Linked DNA regions of Mus musculus: region 1 is linked to region 2. A link is a contact called in public Hi-C data. All regions are on one chromosome and are shown on one strand. Each heading gives the region's core, a stretch centred on a gene start, on an enhancer-like site or on the middle of the called end of the contact. The rest is flanking DNA. Distances are from core to core; before and after follow the strand shown. Region 1 has its middle 24 kb from the start of Gm36834. Region 2 overlaps Rad51b (RAD51 paralog B).

Evidence for each region. A called contact is a pair of places that touch in the nucleus more often than the background predicts.
Region 1: a Hi-C map of uterus shows a contact between it and region 2, with 2.7 times the contacts expected there. The contact joins two enhancer-like sites. A contact is called at or near these places in 3 of 484 Hi-C or Micro-C datasets (bone marrow-derived macrophages and uterus) and 1 of 115 datasets of contacts at active chromatin or transcription factors (oligodendrocyte precursor cells).

What each region holds. Positions count from the first base shown.
Region 1 is chr12:79,992,350-79,997,882 of GRCm38.p6, reverse strand. No RefSeq gene overlaps it. Among named protein-coding and RNA genes, the nearest start is that of Gm36834, 24 kb to the left of the region's middle. Within about 2 kb of position 2,987, at least 61 of the 459 cell types and tissues checked have an H3K27ac peak or open chromatin away from gene starts, as enhancers often do. A contact at or near this core is called in uterus, where this site is marked.
Region 2 is chr12:79,673,315-79,678,754 of GRCm38.p6, reverse strand. All of the region lies in intron 8 of Rad51b (RAD51 paralog B), which reads right to left. Among named protein-coding and RNA genes, the nearest start is that of Gm36048, 120 kb to the left of the region's middle. Within about 2 kb of position 3,199, at least 100 of the 459 cell types and tissues checked have an H3K27ac peak or open chromatin away from gene starts, as enhancers often do. A contact at or near this core is called in uterus, where this site is marked.

The DNA of each region.
Region 1 (5,533 bases), core at 1,738-4,237, 320 kb before region 2:
CCAGTAGAGTGGAAACAAGGGAATGAAGCTTCTGACGTTGGTTCATGCTGTGTCTCTTGTTGGCGTCTCCTACTGGATGAACACAACTGAAGCCCTGTCCACGATACCAGTCTCCTGGCGTCATGGTGGGTTGATGGAGAAAGGAACTAAGGGTAAATGAATGTGTTCAAATAACAGATGAACAAACCTACTGGGTGAATGTTCTTACTTTGGGGGGTTCATGGGAATTCTTTAAGAGGCAAAGGGATGGTTTCTAAAGACTATAAGAGAGAATGCTAATTGTTAGGAGTCAGTATATATACACCAAGAAAAGAAATAAATAACCTGCCAGTTGCCCTTTATCAGATTCTGGCTCGAACCCTTCAGCTGGAGCCCCCAAGGCATCACAGAAGTCATTAGACGAGGACAGAGCCATCTGGAAGATCACATAAGCAGAGTGGCTGGGGAGGTGCTACAAGACTGGCCTCAAGGCTGTTGATACATGCCGTGTCAGCCTAGACAGGGATCCAGTAGTATCCCTGAGCCCTCTCATAGCCTTTCTCTGTGACCTTTCACCCAAGCTGGGGAAGACTAGTCAGGGGCTAGGCTTGCTTACTTGTTGCTCACAGTAGCTGAAACGTTGTGTAACAGAGCTGGGATCCTCAGAGGTCTCATAATGTGGGCTAAGAATGGCCAAAGGAGTCACAATGAATCCAAGGGATGAAGTGTACATCTGGAACACTGAGGCTGAAACAAATGAAATCTCCATGTTCAGGTATGGGGGTGTGCTGGCTCTTAGAGAGCAATCTTGATGTGAGTCAATGTGTATGACTATCACAAAAACTGGTGTGCTCTTAGGTGACATTCATAGAAGAGAAGTCTTAGACGACATTAACTGAGGAACTGCTGGATAAGGAAGGTATGATTTTCTTATTGTGTTTTGTGTGTGTTCATGTGTTTTTTGTGTGTTTTGTGTGTTTGTGTGTTTACTGGATTCTTTATTGGTTTGTCCTGTCTAGAGTATTTGTGTATGTGTGTTCATGAGTTTTTTGTTTGTGTTTTGTGTGTGTGTTTAATAGATTCTTTATTGGTCTGTCCTATCTAGTGTGTGTATGTGTGTATGTGTGTGTGTATGTGTGTATGTGTGTGTGTGTGTGTATGTGTGAGTCTGTGTGTTTACTGGATTCTTTATTGGTCTGTCCTATCTAGAGTGTTTGTGTGCGTGTGTGTTTGTGTGTGTGTGTGTGTTTGTGTGTGTGTGTGTGTTTGTGTGTGTGTGTTTGTGTGTGTGTGTTCATGTGCACTCATGTGGAGGCAGGATATTGATGCTGATATCCTTTCCTCAATTCCATCCTATTTGCTGAGACAGGGTTTATCTCCAAACCCAGAGCTCTATGATTGGATTAAGCTGATTGCTCAGCAAGCTCCAGGGATCTAAGTTTCTTCTTTACCTTGCTAGGGTTACACACAGATCACCACATCCAGCTTTTTATGTGGCTATTGCAGATCTGAACTTAGGTCCTTGTGCTTGTGAGGTAAGCCCTTTCCTGAGCCATCTCTCTAGCCTCTGCCTCATTTTTTAATGGAGAAGCAAAATAGAAATGGGATGGCACTTGGGATGAGGTATGGACGAGGTAAGAGAAGGTCACATGGAGAACATATGAAGAGAGCAAATGTGATGAATATGAAGGGTAAGAGTGAGGTCTTTGGGTATCTGAAAAGTGTTGATACAGGAGGGCTTTGCCTATGAGGGCCATAAAGAAAGCACCAGTGGGTGTCAGTTAAAGGCAGGGTGACTGGATCATATTCTGTGGCTAGTAGAACAGCATGTGGTGACATGACTCTGGCTGTGTTAGAGGTATTGGAGACATAAACTGTTAGAGAGGAAACAGTATCATCACATGAACAGGAGGTCCATGAGCCTAAAGAATCCCTGTGGACTCGACATATCCAATGCACGGCTGATGCTTGCTTTCTGTATCTCCTTCACACTACTGCTCATCAGCTTTGGTGAGGGGGCGGTGGTGGACCACATCCAGTAACTAGTCTTTAGTGCTTGGATCTCTGGCACTCCAAGACGGGCATTTCTCTTCAAGAGACTTTGGGGGGAATCTTTGAAAATGCAGATTTCCCCAGCATAGAGGAAGATCCTGGGTGTTCAGGCAGACCTGGGTGTGGCACACCTTTTTTCCTGAAACCCCAGACAGGTAATTTGCATCAAGCATCATCAACTCCCAGGAGTGGCTGAAGGGCTTCTGTCCCAGAGAGCCTTTGTACTAGTCTGTTTCCTGTGCTGTGCTGTGGGAATAATGATGACTACCATGCAGCATGTTGTAAGGAATGTATGAATGGATATCTGGGAATCCTGGGGCCAAGTCATAATCGCCACTCTTTCCATGCATTCACAGAGCTCAAAGTGATAGCCATGTCTGTGAAATCTTGGGTATCAGATACTCACTCAGGCCTTTATGTGAAATATGTGCACTTCTTTCCTTTAAAGTTGCTGGAAAAAGTTGGCATTTGGGGGCAGTTCCTGAATGGATGCACTGCTTCAGTAGCCTCCGACAATGCTTGTGCAACCCCCCCCCCCCACACTAACATCCCCTTGGATGCTCTAAAGGATGGTCTCTTGGGCTCCTTGTCCTAAGTTCAATGAATAGCCTGCCAGCTTCAGAAACCACTGCAAGGAGTGGCCATTCCTTTCCCTTCCCCATGGTTTCAGCCCCACAAGGCCTCTTCAGAGAAACCTGGTGTCTCTTTCCCCTGGACATTCTGTGCCACACAGTCAATCCCATCACGGTAGGTTCCTGCCTTCCAACCAGAGACATAAACACATGCTAGAGGTCTGGGACAAAGGTTCTGTTCTGGACCCACCTGAATTTTTATCTCCATTTTAAAGAAAGACTAGACAGACGCCCAATAAAAGCTTGCTGTTTAGGCTTTCAACCTTGTCACTAATCCCTTTGTGAAGTCAGAAGCAGGAAGAGTAAACATGTTAGCATTTATTCAGCTGACTGACGACAACATTGGGCAACTGTTTGTGATTTACAAACTAGAGCTGCCCACGGGCTCCACTCATGTGGCCGACGGCGTGTCTTTGTCTTAGTGATTGCAAATATTGTTAAAATAAAGCAGGAGATTTTTACGGGAAACTACGGATCTCTGGGCTCTCTTTAAAGAATCCAACAGAAACTGAGTCATGGCTTATCTCTAGGTCCCCTATATGTTGTGTTTTGGGCTTCTGCTGGTTCCCATAGGCATCTGAGTATTCAGCCCAAGGTTTGTTAGTTTCAAAGCTTGTGACTTCAACAGGAAAATCGGGAAACATTGAATTTGGAGACATTTGGCTTCCTGGGTTTATTTCCTGACTCACTATAGCTTGTGTTCTTCCAGCTTCCTCCAGCCCAACAGTCCCTTTCCTGTGGTACAACCAAAGCCTAGTAATGCCCACTGTGTGGGCCACGCCCCTTTGCCCATGTTCACAGTTCTTCGAGGTCCCCCTGAACCATGCCAGCTTTAGGAGTGCTAAGTGGGGGGCTGGGGTGGGGTCAGGCTTCAGCCTGGCTGTATTTCCTTGACTTCGCTTTATCTCAGAGACCGCAGTAGTTCCCAGGCATGGGGGAGGGGGTGGCCTGTGATGGCTGGCCTTCTCCAGAACCTCCTATCAGAGCAGTAATGGTCTGCTTGTCCTGTTACAGTGATCCTGAGACTGCCCACACTCAACAGGGCAGGAGGGACCCTGCTGGGGTTCTGCTTCCTGCTCTCTGCAAGGGCAGATTTCAAAGCTCTCAGTTCACTCCTTCTTCTCTGCCCCCTCCCACACTCCTTTCCTCCCCAACATTCCTTGTTTCTTGTTTATATTGCAGAAAACATCTGTGAGAGTAAATGGCCGGGATGAAAGATCTTGGCAAAGGGCTATTTTTCTTTGCTTGGCTTCAAGGGAGCCAGATGAAGACTTGAGCCTCACAGAGCCTTCCCCCAAGCCCTGGCCCCAGAGGGGAGAGAACTAGATCTGAAGGAAGACAGACCAGAAGGTGGCCCAGCCAGGCTCCCCAGGCTGGAAGGTTGTTTTTCCACTAGAACTGGCTGGCCCGGAGGAAAGTAGATCCCCTGTGTGTCCCCAGATGGTTCTGTGGGGGGTTTCCTGCCTACTCTGTCCCCTACTGTTCCGCACTCTTCTGGGTTTGGTGACCTGTTTTGCAGGGGAGATTCTCACACCTTTTCTGTCTCTTGCCTTTCTCCAGAGCAGTTGTGCAGTGCAGGAAGTGGCTGCCTGGGCACTGCACACACTCTTTTTCTAAAGCTTTATACAGTTTTATCCAAGCTAGTGACTTCTCTGGGTCTTAGATTCTCCATCAGGGGTGTGGGGATAATGGTGTTTATTTCACAGTGACATGGTAAAGAAGAAATATCAAAGAACAAAGCCAGTTCCTTTGTCAAGTAAGTGCAGAGTGTGTGGCAGAGGTGGCGGTAGTGGTGGCGATGGTTTGATGAGGTGCACTGGAAGGAGGGACAAAGCTTGAGTAGAATCTCCAGGTAGATCCCTGAACCGGGAGATTCGCTTCTGTAAACAGAGCTGAGCTCTTCCCCTCCTCCTTGTAGAGAGGCTGTGCTATGATGCTAAATGCTGATACCTGTGCCCTAGAGATGAGATCCAAGGAGGAAACCAAGCTTTTTCATGCAAGCTTTCTCATCCTTGATATTGTGGACCCTTGACTTTTCTGGAATTCATCAACTGGCCATATTCACAAAAGGAGGCCTTTGTCACCCAGATGAAGCCCCATGCCATATCCCATAATAGTCCTGGGGGCACTCACTGGTGTGGCCTGACTTCCTGGGCCTAGAGTTTTAGTTTAGGTACATCCGAAAAGGGCCGCAGAAGCACCAGGAGAGTGGGGATGTGTCTATTCTCAGTAGCCCAGGGAGCTACCAGTTGACTTGGCCAGACCCTCTCTCTTCTGTCATGGTGTCTGGTACTTCTCAGAAAGACCAGGGCCAGGTCTTAGGAGTTCATTAGAGCCTAGGACCATGGGAGAAGGCAGTTGTCCTTTGGGAAGATAACAAGTTGACTCTCTCCAGGGTGGGACATAGGATAGATAAGCTTTGGCTCAGGTAGAAGAAAGAGAAGGAGAAGGAGAAGGAGAAGGAGAAGGAGAAGGAGAAGGAGAAGGAGAAGGAAGAAGTAGAAGTAGTAGTAGGAGAAGAAGGAGAAGGCGAAGGAGAAGGAGAAGGAAGAAGTAGAAGTAGTAGTAGTAGTAGGAGAAGAAGGAGAAGGAGAAGGAGAAGGAAGAAGTAGAAGTAGTAGTAGTAGTAGGAGAAGAAGGAGAAGGCGAAGGAGAAGGAGAAGGAAGAAGTAGAAGTAGTAGTAGGAGGAGGAGAAGAAGGAGAAGGAGAAGGAAGAAGTAGAAGTAGTAGTAGTAGTAGGAGAAGAAGGAGAAGGAGAAGGAGAAGGAAGAAGTAGAAGTAGTAGTAGTAGGAGGAGAAGAAGGAGAAGGAAGAAGTAGAAGTAGTAGGAGGAGGAGGAGAAGAAGGAGAAGGAGAAGGAGAAGGAGAA
Region 2 (5,440 bases), core at 1,950-4,449:
CGTTCAGGCTCATATCTTTGATAGACATTTTAACTCCATTAGCTAGGATCTTTTACAGCAATAGCAATGCATTTAGAAGTACTGCTTTGAGGCTGGTAAGATGGCTTAGTGGGTAAAGAGCTGGCTGGCTCTGTAAGTCTACTGACCTAGGTTCAATTCCATGACCCACAAAAAGATAGGTGGACAGAACCGACTCCACAAAGCTGTCCTTTGACCTCTATAAATATTCACTCTCTCTCTCTCTTTCTCTCTTAAAAAATATTTTAAAATGCTGCTTTCTTGGGTATGGTGTCACAAGACTGGAATCCTGACGATTCAGAAGGCTGAAGCAGGCAGACTGCAAGCTCACAGCCGGCCTGGGCTGTGTAAGAACTTCCAGCTCAGCCTGGGAAATCAGTGAGCTACTGCCTCAAAAAGTGGAGGATGAGGAGGTAGGGGTGCTAGAGAGATGGCGTGTTTGTAAGAACACGCATTGTTCTTGCAAAGGACCATCTGTAACTCTAGTTCCAGGTGATCCAGAGCCCTCTTCTGGCTTCTGTGGGCATCAGATATACATATAGCACATCTACTCATGCACAGGCAAAACACTCATACACACAAAATAAAATAAAGTAAATAAAAAGAGAGGTATGTGGGATATAGCTCAGTGCTGTGGGTGTGGGTGCTGGGATGCTTCAGAGTGGACAGAGTGTGCCAAGGCCATGGGTTTAATTCCAATACAGAAAGAAAGAAAGAAAGAAAGAAAGAAAGAAAGAAAGAAAGAAAGAAAGGAAGGAAGGAAGGAAGGAAGAAAGAAAGAAAGAAAGGAAGGAAGGAAGGAAGGAAGGAAGAAAGGAAGGAAGAAAGAAAGGAAGAAAGGAAGAAAGAAAGGAAGGAAGGAAGGAAGAAAGGAAGGAAGAAAGAAAGGAAGAAAGGAAGAAAGGAAGGAAGGAAGGAAGAAAGGAAGGAAGAAAGAAAGAAAGGAAGGAAGGAAGGAAGGAAGGAAGAAAGGAAGGAAGGAAGGAAGGAAGGAAGGAAGGAAGGAAGAAAGAAAGAAAGAAAGAAAGAAAGAAAGGAAGGAAGGAAGAAAGGAAGGAAGAAAGAAAGGAAGAAAGGAAGAAAGGAAGAAAGAAAGGAAGGAAGGAAGAAAGGAAGGAAGAAAGAAAGGAAGAAAGGAAGAAAGGAAGGAAGGAAGGAAGGAAGGAAGGAAGGAAGAAAGAAAGGAAGGAAGGAAGGAAGGAAGGAAGGAAGGAAGAAAGGAAGGAAGGAAGGAAGGAAGGAAGGAAGAAAGAAAGAAAGAAAGAAAGAAAGAAAGAAAGAAAGAAAGAAAGAACCCTTCTTTAGGGAGATTTCATAAAAGATAATGATGATGATAATAATGATGAAGACTATGTAGATGGTTCTAAGCATAGACAGAACTCTTTCCCCTTCACCAAATCGGTACTTTTCATCTCTGAAAACACTGAAGCTAAACCTAGCAGGAACAATGCAGCCTTACAATCTTGAAAGATTCAGTGCTGCTTACAGTCCATCTGGTCCCAACTCCACGCCTCACCTTCCTCTGCATTTCATCTCTGTGTCTGTCTTTCCTTCCTACTTGATAACAAACATTTTTACCTTTGGCTCTCCCCTTTTATGACTCAGTGTTCCGAACTGAGATAAGAATGAATAACGGCCACCCTGTGGCTACTTTCAGTGCCAGGGCCAGTGTCACACAGTTGAGCTGGCTCAACAGTAGAGAGCAGACACCCTCACTTGATGAAGCTTTCCATCAGACCAACGGACACAGGGCCAACCTGAGTTTTGCTCTAAGAATGGCTTCCCTATTCCACAACCAAGATAACTCTTGGAAGAATCTGCTGACGTTTCTAAGAACACCTATCTACTGGTGACACAGGAACCTCACAAAAAGTGGAGACTGAGAAACTGCTGCAGACCCCTTGTTTCCTAAGAGTCTTCCCTCTGAGGACTGCCTGTGAATGGGCCTCCGTGGCTGCTTTTCCAATAAGAGTGCATTTGGTTTCCATTCAATTTCATACCAGAGATTAACCCTTAGCAAGATGGGCAATATTAGGCTCCGTGGTTCAGAGGATGGCTGACTTGGGTGGCAGGAAGCTGAACAGTCTACTCTGGAGAAGAAAATGTCTGTGGGTAGCAGGCTTCATTCCCAAGCCTTAACAAAACAAAGCACATAAACAATGCAGTTACAAATGCCAGTGAAAGAAAAATCAAGGGATAATCGCAAGTCATCGTACCGGGAAGGGCCCACAAGAAATCTTCATTTGACTAAGTCGGAAGCCTTGTTTCTTAAATAGTTACATAACCCCTAAGACACTGTTATGTAATATGGTCTAAGGGCAGAGTAAAGTATTTGGAAATATCTCTTGTAGAGCCTTGTATTATCTTCAGTAATGAGAAAATGAATGGGCGTTTGTTTGTTTGTTTGTTTGTTTGTTTTTGTTTGACGTGGCAGCCTTAAGATTTGAAGGTTTGTTAGGTGGAAAAGATAGAATGGGACCCAACTTGAGTTTCTCTGGCAAAGAAACGCCCCAGGACACTGGTTCACGTCTCAAACCAGACACAGACTTTCTATCAGTGCAGTTTGTCAAACGCTGTACCAGGCACACTTCCTTCTCCCCCTGACAGAAAGGAAGGCAGGCTGGATAAGCTAACACAGTGGAAGTGTTCTGACACACAAAATGTCCCAATGGTGTGTCCTCTGTGGTAACAAACAAACAAGGCCGAGCTGGGAATTATGTAAGGCTATCTTCGATACTATTTAGAAAACAAGGGGAAAATGCCATCTGCCCCGAGTTCCTCGAGAACATCCAATCAAGGGCCCGGGCAGGCTTCCTGGCTTCAGACTGGCTATAAATAAATTTAATAAGGATGAAAAAAAGTCACAGCATCATTTACAGTTCTCTCTCGTCTCCAGCTGACAAAAATCCAGTCCAGATGTTTGTCCTACAAGATCAACAGTAACTGTGTGGAACTCCCTCTGGAGTAAGAGAGCTCTGGGATTGGTTGGAAAAGAAAGGGAAAGGAGGTTGACAGGGCGGGCGTGGACTAGCCCTGTTTGATACTCACTTGACAGAGACACAGTACTTAACTTATTTTGTGTATAAGTATCCTAGTTTATGTAGCCTTCCCCTTCCTCATCCCTCCTTTCAAAGCCACGGGGACTTGGCTTGTGAAGCCTGCAGTGGTTGTTCCATAACCTTTGCTTTTAAATTAAACAAATGACCTCAGATTTTGGAGCGGTTGTTGACTCGGGGGAAAGTATGCCATTAAAAGCGTGCCAGAAACAGATTTAATTGGTGCATGTCCCAAAAACTGCTCCAAAGAACACAGGCTTCCCGCATATAGATTTCAGGGTACCTACTCAAAGGCCGTGAGGCTTTGTCAAAATTTGAGATGTGAAACAAGCCAGCTGAAAGAGTCCGTATCAAAAGGGTAAATTCAATTCAAGAGATATTAATCTGATTACCTAAGTATGGCTGCGAATCGGATATGGTCCATTGTGCGCTCTTGTTCAACCTGGACAGCTGGAGGAGCCAATGGCTTCCTTTCCCCTGACATATAATTAAGTTTTAAGAGCCGATCAAGTTACGGATACCAAGTTTTAAGAAATATTTCATTCAGGAGTGGCATTTACAGTGCTTGCCTGTTGCAAGAGTCATTGTTCATTTTACTTCCTTGAGCCATGCTGGAGAGTGTGTGGATCAGGGTGCAGGGGCTCGGTGTTTGTGTTTCAGGCTACAATAACCGCCCTCTGTGCACCTGCCTGGAGGAGAAACCAGTCCAGCCGCCTCCCAAGACAAAAGAGCCCTGTTTTAAGTGCTGAAAACCCAGACATGAACTGACCCTGTCAAATTCCAGTTAGGGGAAAAAAAATCAATATTTTTCATCCAATCCAAGGGAGCTGGTTTCCTTTCCTAGCCACACGTAGTTGGAGCAAGAGTGACTGGCCAACAGGATCATCTCTTTTCTCATGAGTCTCTGCACTCTTCTAGATTCCTGCCCTGAAGGTGGAACTCACAGCCTGGTATACCATCACCTGTCCCTTGGGGTCCATACACCTTTTTTTTTTTTTTCTTACCTCTTTGTCTCCCAGACAGCTCCCAATGCAATCTGACTACAGCCATAGAAGCATACCTTCCCAAAGCAGTGTGTTACCAACGTATGTTGACAAAGATGTCCCCAGTACACACTTGTCACAAACTTCAGGTACACTCACCATTGTAAGAATGCTTGCCAGTAGGCCAAGGGCTAAGACTACACTCTCTCTATTCCTATTATGGTTTTTAATATGAGTTGATCAAAGGCCAGGGCTAATTTTAGATGTCTTCTCTTGATTGTTCAGCTTCGACTCATACTTATTAATATGGAGGATGAATAATTACACCAAACTCAACTAAGAAGCATAGCATCATAGAGGGAATCATTTCTTGAAAAATCTGAAACAGCCAACCAGGTGGGGTTTCTTTTGAGCATTTCACCCAGGTAGCAGATGAGCAACCAGAAAAGGAAGGTGACTAACTTAATTTGAGGGCACAAGTTGCTTCTAACAGCAGAAATGATCTGTGAATTATAGTTTCCTACTTCTTGGAGAGGAGTGGGAGATAAATTATGATTTTGACAGTTATCTTAAACTGCCATTGGTAGTGAGACCCTGGCTAAAAGTTGGTTTTCATTATGCCTGCTGATAACCAGCTATAGTTTCAAGGGTTAAAGCTTTCTCAAGACTGCTTCAATAATTACTCCAAACTCCAGCCCCAAGGGGCATGAGAACCAGATGACCAGCATAGAAAAGCCAGGTTCCCTGACATAACACTACACCAGGATGTGATTGATTGATTGATTGATTGATTGATTGATTGCGTCTGTAGTGAGCCTAGGAACTAAGCAATAGTTTATCTGATTTGGTTCTCATTAAAAAGCTACCCAAGAAAAAAAAGAGTTGACCAACTCAGGTGTAAGCCACACTGAGCTACCTTGGCCAGGCTGGTGACTTCTTGGTGAAGCATGGTACTCAATCTGAGCTACCAGTGGATGTGACCAGGGACAAAGGCAGTCAGTCAGTCTATCAGATGAGATCCAGGGTACTGCATACATGTTGAATTAAAATACTAGTCAAGGAACTGTCTTAGTTTTGTTCAGCTATCCTGTGATGGTGGCCCTTGCCATCACCATGGAGACTGACTGACCTCCATTTCTCCCTTAATAGCATTTACTTATTTACTTATTGGTGAATACATGCCAGACATGCATGTCGAGGTCATAGAACAACTCGGTTCTCTCCTTGTCCTCAGGTGGGTCCTGGGAATCGAACTCAGGTTGTTAAGGTTTGGTAGCAAGTGAATTACCTGCTGATCCTACTACTGGACTTGACAACTTATTCTTGACAACTCATTAGTTGCTGTACAACATAACACAATTGTTGTATGTGTATGTGTATAAA